Linked DNA regions of Mus musculus: all the other regions are linked to region 1. A link is a contact called in public Hi-C data. All regions are on one chromosome and are shown on one strand. Each heading gives the region's core, a stretch centred on a gene start, on an enhancer-like site or on the middle of the called end of the contact. The rest is flanking DNA. Distances are from core to core; before and after follow the strand shown.

Region 1 (2,846 bases), core at 136-2,635:
CAGGGTAGTGGCGTCCATGACAGTTGCCATGCGATGAAACATACAGAGCCAAGAATGGCATGCTAGGACTGTGTTTGTTGCATAGCACGGTGCAGAGAGAACTGGCTGACTCAGCAAATACTGCATCTTAGGCTACAAGACACTGTCTGAAACAACATGACACTGACCAGACTGTTCTGGCACAGACCAGAGGAGCAAAGGACAAGGACAATCTAGAAGGCAGTGCCCAGTGGGAGTTGTTATAGCTCCACGACCTCGTGTGTGACAGGGTGACCCATTAGAGTGATAGCAACAAGATTCAGGTACAAGAAGGGAGTAGTTTAGGCTTCTCAAAATTCACATTCTCCTGCCTCAGCTCAAGAGAAAATAACAGAACAATCTAACAGGGCCTAGTGCTCCTCTTTCTCTCAGAATCCCCTGCGTTAAATTGGCTCCTATTCCTCAAGAATTCAGCTCAAGATGGGTGGGGGGATCAAAAGCCTAACGGTCAGATTCCAGGTTAGCCTAGCTTCAGCTATCAGTTTCCCTCATTCTTCCTGGTAATCAAGGCACTCATATGCCCTGTGTGACTGACAGAACTTAGGTCAAATGAGCATCCCTTTGGTAGCTCACTTACTTGCTCTTTGCATACCTGGTGTGTATTGTACTGGATATTGCGGGGGTGGGGGGCACTGATGAGCTAAACAGACACATTCTCACCCTTGGGGATGGGAGTCGTCAGCAGAGGCACATAGATGTCAATCACACAGGTCAGTCCATCTTCCTAAGAATGCTGTTGCTTGGTGTTACCTCCATGACAGATCTTACTTCCAGAGCCCATCAGATTTAAATTGATTGCCTTCCACCCATTATTGTGTGACCGTGGGAGTTCCTTCCAAATCCATTTTCTTTCTTTCTTTCTTTCTTTCTTTCTTTCTTTCTTTCTTTCTTTCTTTCTTTCTTTCTTTCTTTCTTTCTTTCTGGTTTTTTTTTTTTTTTGGTCCCCTGTAAAATGCAGTTGTACATATAATACTTGACTTCACAGATCATGAGGAATTAACACCCTGTGCTGGACTGCGGGAACCCTCACATTCAGCACATTGCTGTGTTCTAGGCACTGTTGTAAGCTCTTTAGGTATACTTCCCGCTTGATTCTCATGGCAGCATAGTGGTAAAGGGACTCAAACCCTTTCAGCCTCGTAGATGAGGAAACTGGGGTGTGGTCAGATAGCATGAATGGACACGGCTGTCTGTTCTGCTCTCTGCGCCTATGCACTGATCACAACCCTCCTGTGCCACTCCCATTGTGACTCCCAGGACTCTGATTCTGTTTATCTTACAGAATCAGAGAGCTCTTCAGAATGGCTCCAGAATCCTGCCGGCTGGCCACAGACTGATTCACTCCCCTCAGGTAGCCAGCAGCCCAGATATCACTGGACTTTCAGGAATGTGCTCTCCCACTGTGGAGATAAGCTCCCTGAGGACAGGTGACCTTTGTTAAGCAACCATGGCACTTATTTCCTACATACTGTCACAGAAGTGGCTCTGGTCTCCTGATCCAGAGGCAGCAGCCACTTCTTGGCAGCCTCAGGGAATTAATTGTTTTAGTTCTGAGCAACAACCACAGGAGGTTAGGAGGTCAGGAAGAAGCACCTTTTAGAAGACTATTTTCGGCTAACATCCTCTTAACAATGAGTACATACCATATGTGTTCTTTTGTGACTTTTACCTCACTCAGGATGATATTTTCTAGTTCCATCCATTTGCCTAAGAATTTTATGAATTCATTGTTTTTAATAGCTGAGTCGTATACCATTGTGTAAATGTACCACATTTTATGTATTCATTCCTCTGTTGAAGGACATCTGGGTTCTTTCCAGCTTCTGGCTACTATAAATAAGGTTGCTATGAACATAGTGGAGTGTGTGTCCTTGTTATATGTTGGAGCACCTTTTGGGTATATGCCCTGGAGTGGTATACTTGTGTCCTCAGGTAATACTATGTCCAATTTTCTGAGGAACTGCCGAACTGATTTCCAGAGTGGTTGTAACAGCTTGCAATCCCACCAACCTTTCTCCACATCCTCACCAGCATCTGCTGTCACCTGCGTTTTTGGTATTAGCCATTCTGACTGGTGTGAGGTGGAATCTCAGGGTTGTTTTGATTTGCATTTCCTATGACTAAGGATGGTGAACATTTCTTTAGGTGCTTTTCAGCCATTTGGTATTCCTCAGTTGAGAATCCTTTGTTTAGCTCTGTACCTCATTTTTAATAGGGTTATTTGGTTCTCTGGAGTCTAACTTCTTGAGTTCTTTGTATATATTCGATATTGGCCTTCTATCAGATGTAGGGTTGGTAAAGATCTTTTCCAAAACTATTGGTTGCCATTTTGTCCTATTGACAGTGTCTTTTGCCTTATAAAAGCTTTGCAATTTTATGAGGTCCCATTTGTCGATTCTTGATCTGAGAGCACAAACCATTGGTATTCTGTTTAGGAAATTTTCCCCTGTGCCCATGTGTTCGAGGCTCTTCCCCACTTTCACTTCTATTAGTTTCAGTGTATCAGGATTCATGTGGAGGTCCTTGATCTACTTGGACTGGAGCTTTGTGCAAGGAGATAAGAATGGATCAATTTGCATTCTTCTATATGCTGACCACCAGTTGAAGGAACACTATTTCTTGAAAATGCTATCTTTTTTTCCACTAGATGGTTTTAGCTCCTTTGTCAAAGATCAAGGGAGCATAGGTGTGTGGATTCATTTCTGGGTCTTCAGTTCTATTCCGTTTACCTACCTGCCTGTGTCTGTTCCAATACCATGCAGTTTTTATCACAACTGCTCTGTAGTACAGCTTGAGGTCAAGGGATG
Region 2 (2,846 bases), core at 252-2,751, 270 kb before region 1:
TAGACTGTATTTCAGTCAGTCAGCTTTCCGATACTGTAACAACATGCCTGAGATGAGAGCTTATGTGGGGAGTGAGGTTACTTTGACTCATATTTCTGAGAGCTTCACCTTATGGTCAATTGACCTCACTGTTTGGAGGCTGTAGTGAAGCAGTATGTCATAGCAGGAGTGCATAGCAGAGGAAGCTATGACAGGACAGCCAGGAAGCAGAGAGAAAGAGAAGGGCACCAGTGTCTCACAGTCCCCATTAGGTCCCACAACTTCAACATTCTACTGCAATCTAGAAGTGTCAATCTGGGACCAACACATTCCACTCCAAGTCTAGAGGACAGAAATGCTAGATACTATAGGAACTCTGGGGAGCCCTCTGAAATAAATTCCAGCACCATGGGATGAAGAAAGCATTTATCTAAGTCCTCCTTCCTAGTCTCTGTGGCTGATAGTCACTCTGGGTATCAACAGTTCTATATGTCAAGTTTACTGCCTCTGCATTGGAGTAGTCAGAGAGAGGGGGGGGAGAGGGAGAGAGAGAGGGAGAGAGAGAGAGAGGGAGGGAGAGAGGGAGAGAGAGAGAGGAAAGAGGGAGAGAGAGAGGGGGAGGGAGGGAGGGAGGGAGAGAGAGAGAGAGGGGGGGGGGAGAGAGAGAGAACAGACATCCTCAGGTACCCAGCATGAAGACACTTGGCTATAACCACCTACTGCTGCAGTGGCAGAAAAGAGGAGTTCAGAGCAATCTAGCAGAGACAAGAAGCCTTCAGTATGCTTTCAGTACTATAAGCTAACAGTATCAGACCTGAGTTAAGGAGGTGAGACTCATGTAATGGTTAATCTTGTCAACTAACAGGATTTGGAACCTTAGGATACACAGCTCTTGGCATGTTGTCTGGTGGGAGTATTTTCAGAAAGATTTAACTGAGGAAAGACAAACCATCTTGAACATGGCCTTACCATGCCCATGGGCGTGAGTCTCAGACCTAGTAGAAAGGAGAAATAGGGAAAGGCAGATGAACGCAGTCCTTATCTTGCTCGGCTTTCTGACTACAGAAACAACATGACTCCGTGCTTCTGCCAACTTGCTGTCAGGATTAAATGTGAGTCAAACAGTCAATCAAAATAAACCCTTTCCTCCTCCTTAGGTTGCTTTTGACACAGCAGTGAAAAGCAACCAATAGAGAGAACAAGCCCCAATTTCTATTTTCCTAGTGCATATGTCATAGCCCTTTAAGGCATCTTCCTCCTTCCTGCTAGTTTGTGATTCCTAAATTACAATAAAAATGTTGATATTATGTCACCGATAGGGCTCATTAGTCTCCCCTGCTTGCAGGATAATGGACAAATTCCTTTCCTCTAACATTCAACTCCCTTCACAATTGGTTTTACTCGAGTTTAAAGAGCTGTACCTCCCACATCTGCCCCAGCTGGATTCAAGCCAGTCCCCTCACCTTTTGATGTATGAGCCAAGACTCTTCCTTCTGGTGCTTTTGCGAATATTGTTTGTTCTAACTGACACAGAAAATATGCAAAACATTGGCCAACTGCTAGGGCAGGCTCTAACCAATCAGGACAGAGATTGGGCCAATCAGGTGGTGGTCATGTATAACTGCCGACTTGGACTGACTGATGGATGCAGTCCTGCTGCCAGCGTCTGATCTCCTGACAACTGAAATGCAATCCTCCCATGAAGTTTTCCTGGACTGTCGTTGCTCACTTGGGCCTTTGATTATTACAGATTAAATTTTTGTGTGTAGGTTGTTACTAAAGAGTTTACGTGATACACTAGTCTGAAAGTATTGGCACTCTCCAGACAGCATGATTTTATTGCCTTTTCATACAATAACTCATTAGTGATCTTAGCTACAGAGGAGACAGAAAGCTCTGACTCCATTTTGCATGTGGTATAGTATGGTTGATCAGAATAACTTTCAGGTTTTAGAAAAGCTTTTTAATTTCAAAATTTTATAAGGATATAAAATGATAGAACTTTATTCCTCAATAAATAAATAAATAGAAAAAAAAAGAGAAAATATTTCAGAGCTCACAACTTCAGTGTGGTGTTGTCTTAAAACTATTGAATATGGGGAAACTCTACAAAAGCCCTCTAACTGGGGCAAGAAACCTAGTAATTTCTTTCATGTGTGAGCTACTCAATTTCAAGGGATTTCAAATTTCTATGAAATGTTCTTCTTTGTTTGTTTGCTGTGTTTTTGTTTTTGTTTTTGAGACAGAGTCTTCCTATGCAGCCCAGGCTAGCCTCTAACTTCCAATCTTCCTGCCTCAGCCTCCATTAGCAGTGGATATGCTACACCATGACTCAATTCTTTAAAGTGCTCTTTAAATAGCTGTTGGATACATTCCTGGAAGCCACCCAATACCACAATGACTAACAACATTTTAATCTTGACACTCCTACTGAGGGGTCTTGCCCTCGAATCTCTTAGTCTCTGTCCCCTGAGTCTGCTTGGTGAGCTGGTTATATTCACAGGAAGGCTTACTAATTGCCATGTTCTTTCCTGGGCTATTTCTCTTTTCAGTCTGATGCCCACTGTAAAATGTCCAGCCCAGCAGCTATGTCCTGCGCTGCAATCATAATAGCCAGACATGAGCATGTTTGCCTCCATTTGATCGAGCTTCTGATGGTTGTTAGGCATCCATCTGGTAAGGGATAATTTTGGGAAAAGCCGTTGTATTTTCCTTCTGGGTGATGAGACTAAAACTAAGCTATCTAAGAGTGGGGCATTTGTGTAGTATAGGTTCTTCTCCATGTGGTATGGAGCAGTATGCCTCTTTGCTGTAGCAGCACGGGCCCCGTTCTGCTATTGGTTGATAAGACATGATACTCAGACTGA
Region 3 (2,846 bases), core at 197-2,696, 270 kb after region 1:
GCAGTCCATGGTTTGTTGACCCATTGGAGCCTGTAGCAGGACAACACATGAAAGGAGTATATGGCAGAGAAATGCATTTGCTTTATGGCATGTAGAAATCAAAGAAAGGGATCTAGAGTCCCAATGTCCTCTTTGAGAGCTCACCTTCAAGTACATGACTCTGCGCCCATGACGCTCTACTTCCTAAAGGTCTGCTTCCCCATACTGCCCTGGGTGGAGACCAAGCCTTCAACATAATGGCCTTTGGGGGACTTTAAAGATCAAAACTATAATGGAAGGACTAGATGAGACTTGAGAGAAGTTTTCTATGTCCTGAGAGTGTCATTCTGAAATCGATAGCCACAAGAACTTGCTTCAGGAAGGATGGAATTTTAGTAGAACATACTGTCCTCTGACTCTGTGAACTGCTAGGCCTCCCCTCTTCCTCCCACCCACATAGGCCACAGGCCTATGGCCCCAAAGAAGAGCTCTCTGGAGGCACTGTAACTCCCAAGCCTCTGTGTGTGTCCCTGTAAACATGGCTTCACTATGGGCAGACCGTTTGTATGCTTTTCACATAAGGAGGACAGACATGTCCTTCTTCAACAATAGAGTGAAAGTCTGGGCATTCTTGTGTGGGACACAGTTTTTCTATTGATTTTCCCAAATTTATCATTTATCAAAGTATTCGGTAAATGTCACATATCACCTTAAAACAAATCTAGAGAGCCCACTTAGTCCTTCATTAACTGCTGTGCAATCCTCATAAATAACCACTCACCTAAGTACAAAAAATCCCACTGCCTCCTTCCCACCTGCCCAGAACACAGTGCAGACCACTGGCATCTTCTCATGCTAGACCCCTTCCCTGGGACAGGCTCAGAACACAGGGAAATGGGTGCCACTGAACACCCCTCTTTGGAGGAAAGCTTACCCCAGCTGCATAGTGAAACGTACCTATTGTCCCCTGCACCACAAGTCATGACAGCCTTGGTGCAGACTGGGTTACAGAAGAGCTGGTTTCAAAACAGGTGGTTTTCCTAATGTAATTGTGTTCTTATCTATCATGCTTGGGTGATAACAAAGATAGAAAACCAATAGCTGTTCTCTGTCGCCCTGGGTGGACACTGCCTAGCTGACCTTTCAGAAAGCCTCCGTCCAGCTTACTCAGTTGAGACAAATATGTCAGGGTCCCTCAGCACCCAGAGTATCCCACCTGCCCTCTTTGGTATTGAACAGGAATGCCACAGGGACTCCGGGCAAAAGGCAGGAGTTATGAAGAGTTGGGTTTGGAGAAGCATAAATGTGGCCTGATAGGCCTTCTCACTGTGAGCAATACCCCATGGCACAGACCAAGAGTACCACTTGAATAACTTTCTATGCAGAGAGGCTCTGTTCAGGTCCGCTTGGATCCTCTCTGCAGGATTGTGTTGTCTCCCAGACCCCGTGGCAAATAGGGCCTTAGCCCTCTCTTCAAACAAAAAGGTCTTTGTTTAGTCCAGTGTGAATTCCACTGCCCAGGCAGCCAGCACCAACTCAGACTTAAAAGGAAGTTCACATAGAAACAATTCATGTGGGAACACTCGGCAGCCACCCTATACCTCACAAGCCTTCTTCCTCTTTCCCACTCTCGTTACCCTGTGTATGTGGGTGCGTCCATCCCATCGCGGCTCCAGTGATCGGCAAATACAGCCAGCATCCAGACTCAGGTGAGTACTGAAGATTCTCCCTGGGCTTCCTTGGCTTCTATTACGTCCGCACAAGAGTTGCCACAAGGACTCACCAATCGGTTTCTGTTTCCTCTCTCCCTTCCATTCTTTGCCCTTCAAGAATTGCAGCTGAAGTTGGCCGTAGGTTGGACACTATAAGCATATATTTGTATTCTCTATCCCCATCTTGTGCTAGAGGAAGCCACTCTTGTCTCCCTGGTTGTGCGCAGCTTGGCTTGCATGCCCTCCCAGCCCCCGATCCAGCACCAGTGCTTTTGTCCTTGGTCAGCAGCTAGTCAGGATGAGAAGGTGGGAGGGTTGGGGCTTGGTCGTCCTTGCTGCAGGGAGAGCCATTATCTCCTCATGACTCATGCAAGCTTGCTGCTCTCCAATGGGGGAGGGGGGAGGGAGAACAGCAGAGGTGCTGCCCTATATCCCATGCTGCTATGAAACCTGCCTGCCCCCACCAAACCCATGCTACCAGTGCCCATGACAGCACTTGCCCTCCATGCAGCCCTGAGGGAAACTAAGCTGAGCTGAGAAGCACAGCCCCTACGCATGCCAACACTGTGTGCAGTACTGCCTCGTGCTAGCTAGGCTCCAGTGCCACCTGTAGGCATAGAGACTGCTGAATGCTTTCCCTCCCCTCGGGGCCCATGAATTATTCCATTTGGGTCATGTGTAGTTTTTCTATACTTAAATCAGCACTGACTCTGGGTTGGGTGGGTCCACCCTGAGATTGCAGCCTGGAATCCAGGGCAGATAGTGGGCACCTTAGCACTGTGGCAACAGGAGAACCTTAGCCTGCCTGGCATAGCTTCTGGCTGAGTAATTCTACTGGCCACTGTGAGCTCAGCATGCTTAGTGTCCAAGGCACTAACAGACACCAAGAGAACGCTTTAAAGGACTCCAGGCTCCTCGGCCTAGAGGACTGCTCACCCAAAGGCCACTGCATGCCCAACTGTATCACAAACTAGTCATTGGGGAGGAGCGAGCTCCTGGGATATCCCTGGCTTCCCTTCCCCCATTCTCGTCTCAGCTCACCCCTTGCCTGGCTTCTGTTCTTTTCCTTTTTCTCCTACCTCATGGTCGCCTTCTTTGGATTCTCCTTCAGGGATGAGTGACAGCGTCAAGGACAAGTTCTCCATTGCGTTTTCC

What was found. Hi-C and Micro-C count contacts between places; a contact is called where the count stands out from the background.
Region 2: a Hi-C map of liver shows a contact between it and region 1, with 4 times the contacts expected there. The contact joins the promoter of Fam50b here to the enhancer-like site in region 1. A contact is called at or near these places in 2 of 39 promoter capture datasets (both in liver), 4 of 484 Hi-C or Micro-C datasets (all in liver) and 3 of 115 datasets of contacts at active chromatin or transcription factors (hepatocytes, liver and pancreatic cancer cells).
Region 3: a contact with region 1 is called in a Hi-C map of stem cell-derived neural stem cells, with 2.8 times the contacts expected there. The contact joins two enhancer-like sites. A contact is called at or near these places in 1 of 15 datasets of contacts at CTCF or cohesin (the NIH/3T3 cell line), 12 of 484 Hi-C or Micro-C datasets (cerebellum, embryonic stem cells, immediate neuronal precursor and 5 more), 8 of 115 datasets of contacts at active chromatin or transcription factors (astrocytes, embryonic stem cells, extraembryonic endoderm stem cells and 4 more) and 2 of 9 other capture datasets (adipose tissue and embryonic stem cells).

The regions. Positions count from the first base shown.
Region 1 is chr13:34,459,665-34,462,510 of GRCm38.p6, reverse strand. The region is part of intron 2 of Gm40908 (a long non-coding RNA gene); the gene reads left to right. Among named protein-coding and RNA genes, the nearest start is that of Gm40908, 21 kb to the left of the region's middle. Within about 2 kb of position 1,385, at least 40 of the 459 cell types and tissues checked have an H3K27ac peak or open chromatin away from gene starts, as enhancers often do. A contact at or near this core is called in hepatocytes, liver, oligodendrocyte precursor cells and 3 more, where this site is marked.
Region 2 is chr13:34,733,505-34,736,350 of GRCm38.p6, reverse strand. Fam50b (family with sequence similarity 50, member B) reads right to left here and starts at 1,501. Exons shown (of 2, transcript NM_001382856.1): 1 at 1,443-1,501.
Region 3 is chr13:34,192,236-34,195,081 of GRCm38.p6, reverse strand. It overlaps Slc22a23 (solute carrier family 22, member 23), which reads left to right. Exons shown (of 10, transcript NM_001382849.1): 8 at 1,656-1,688; 9 at 2,803-2,846. Among named protein-coding and RNA genes, the nearest start is that of Gm52037, 4.2 kb to the left of the region's middle. Within about 2 kb of position 1,446, at least 83 of the 459 cell types and tissues checked have an H3K27ac peak or open chromatin away from gene starts, as enhancers often do. A contact at or near this core is called in oligodendrocyte precursor cells, pancreatic cancer cells, stem cell-derived neural stem cells and 1 more, where this site is marked.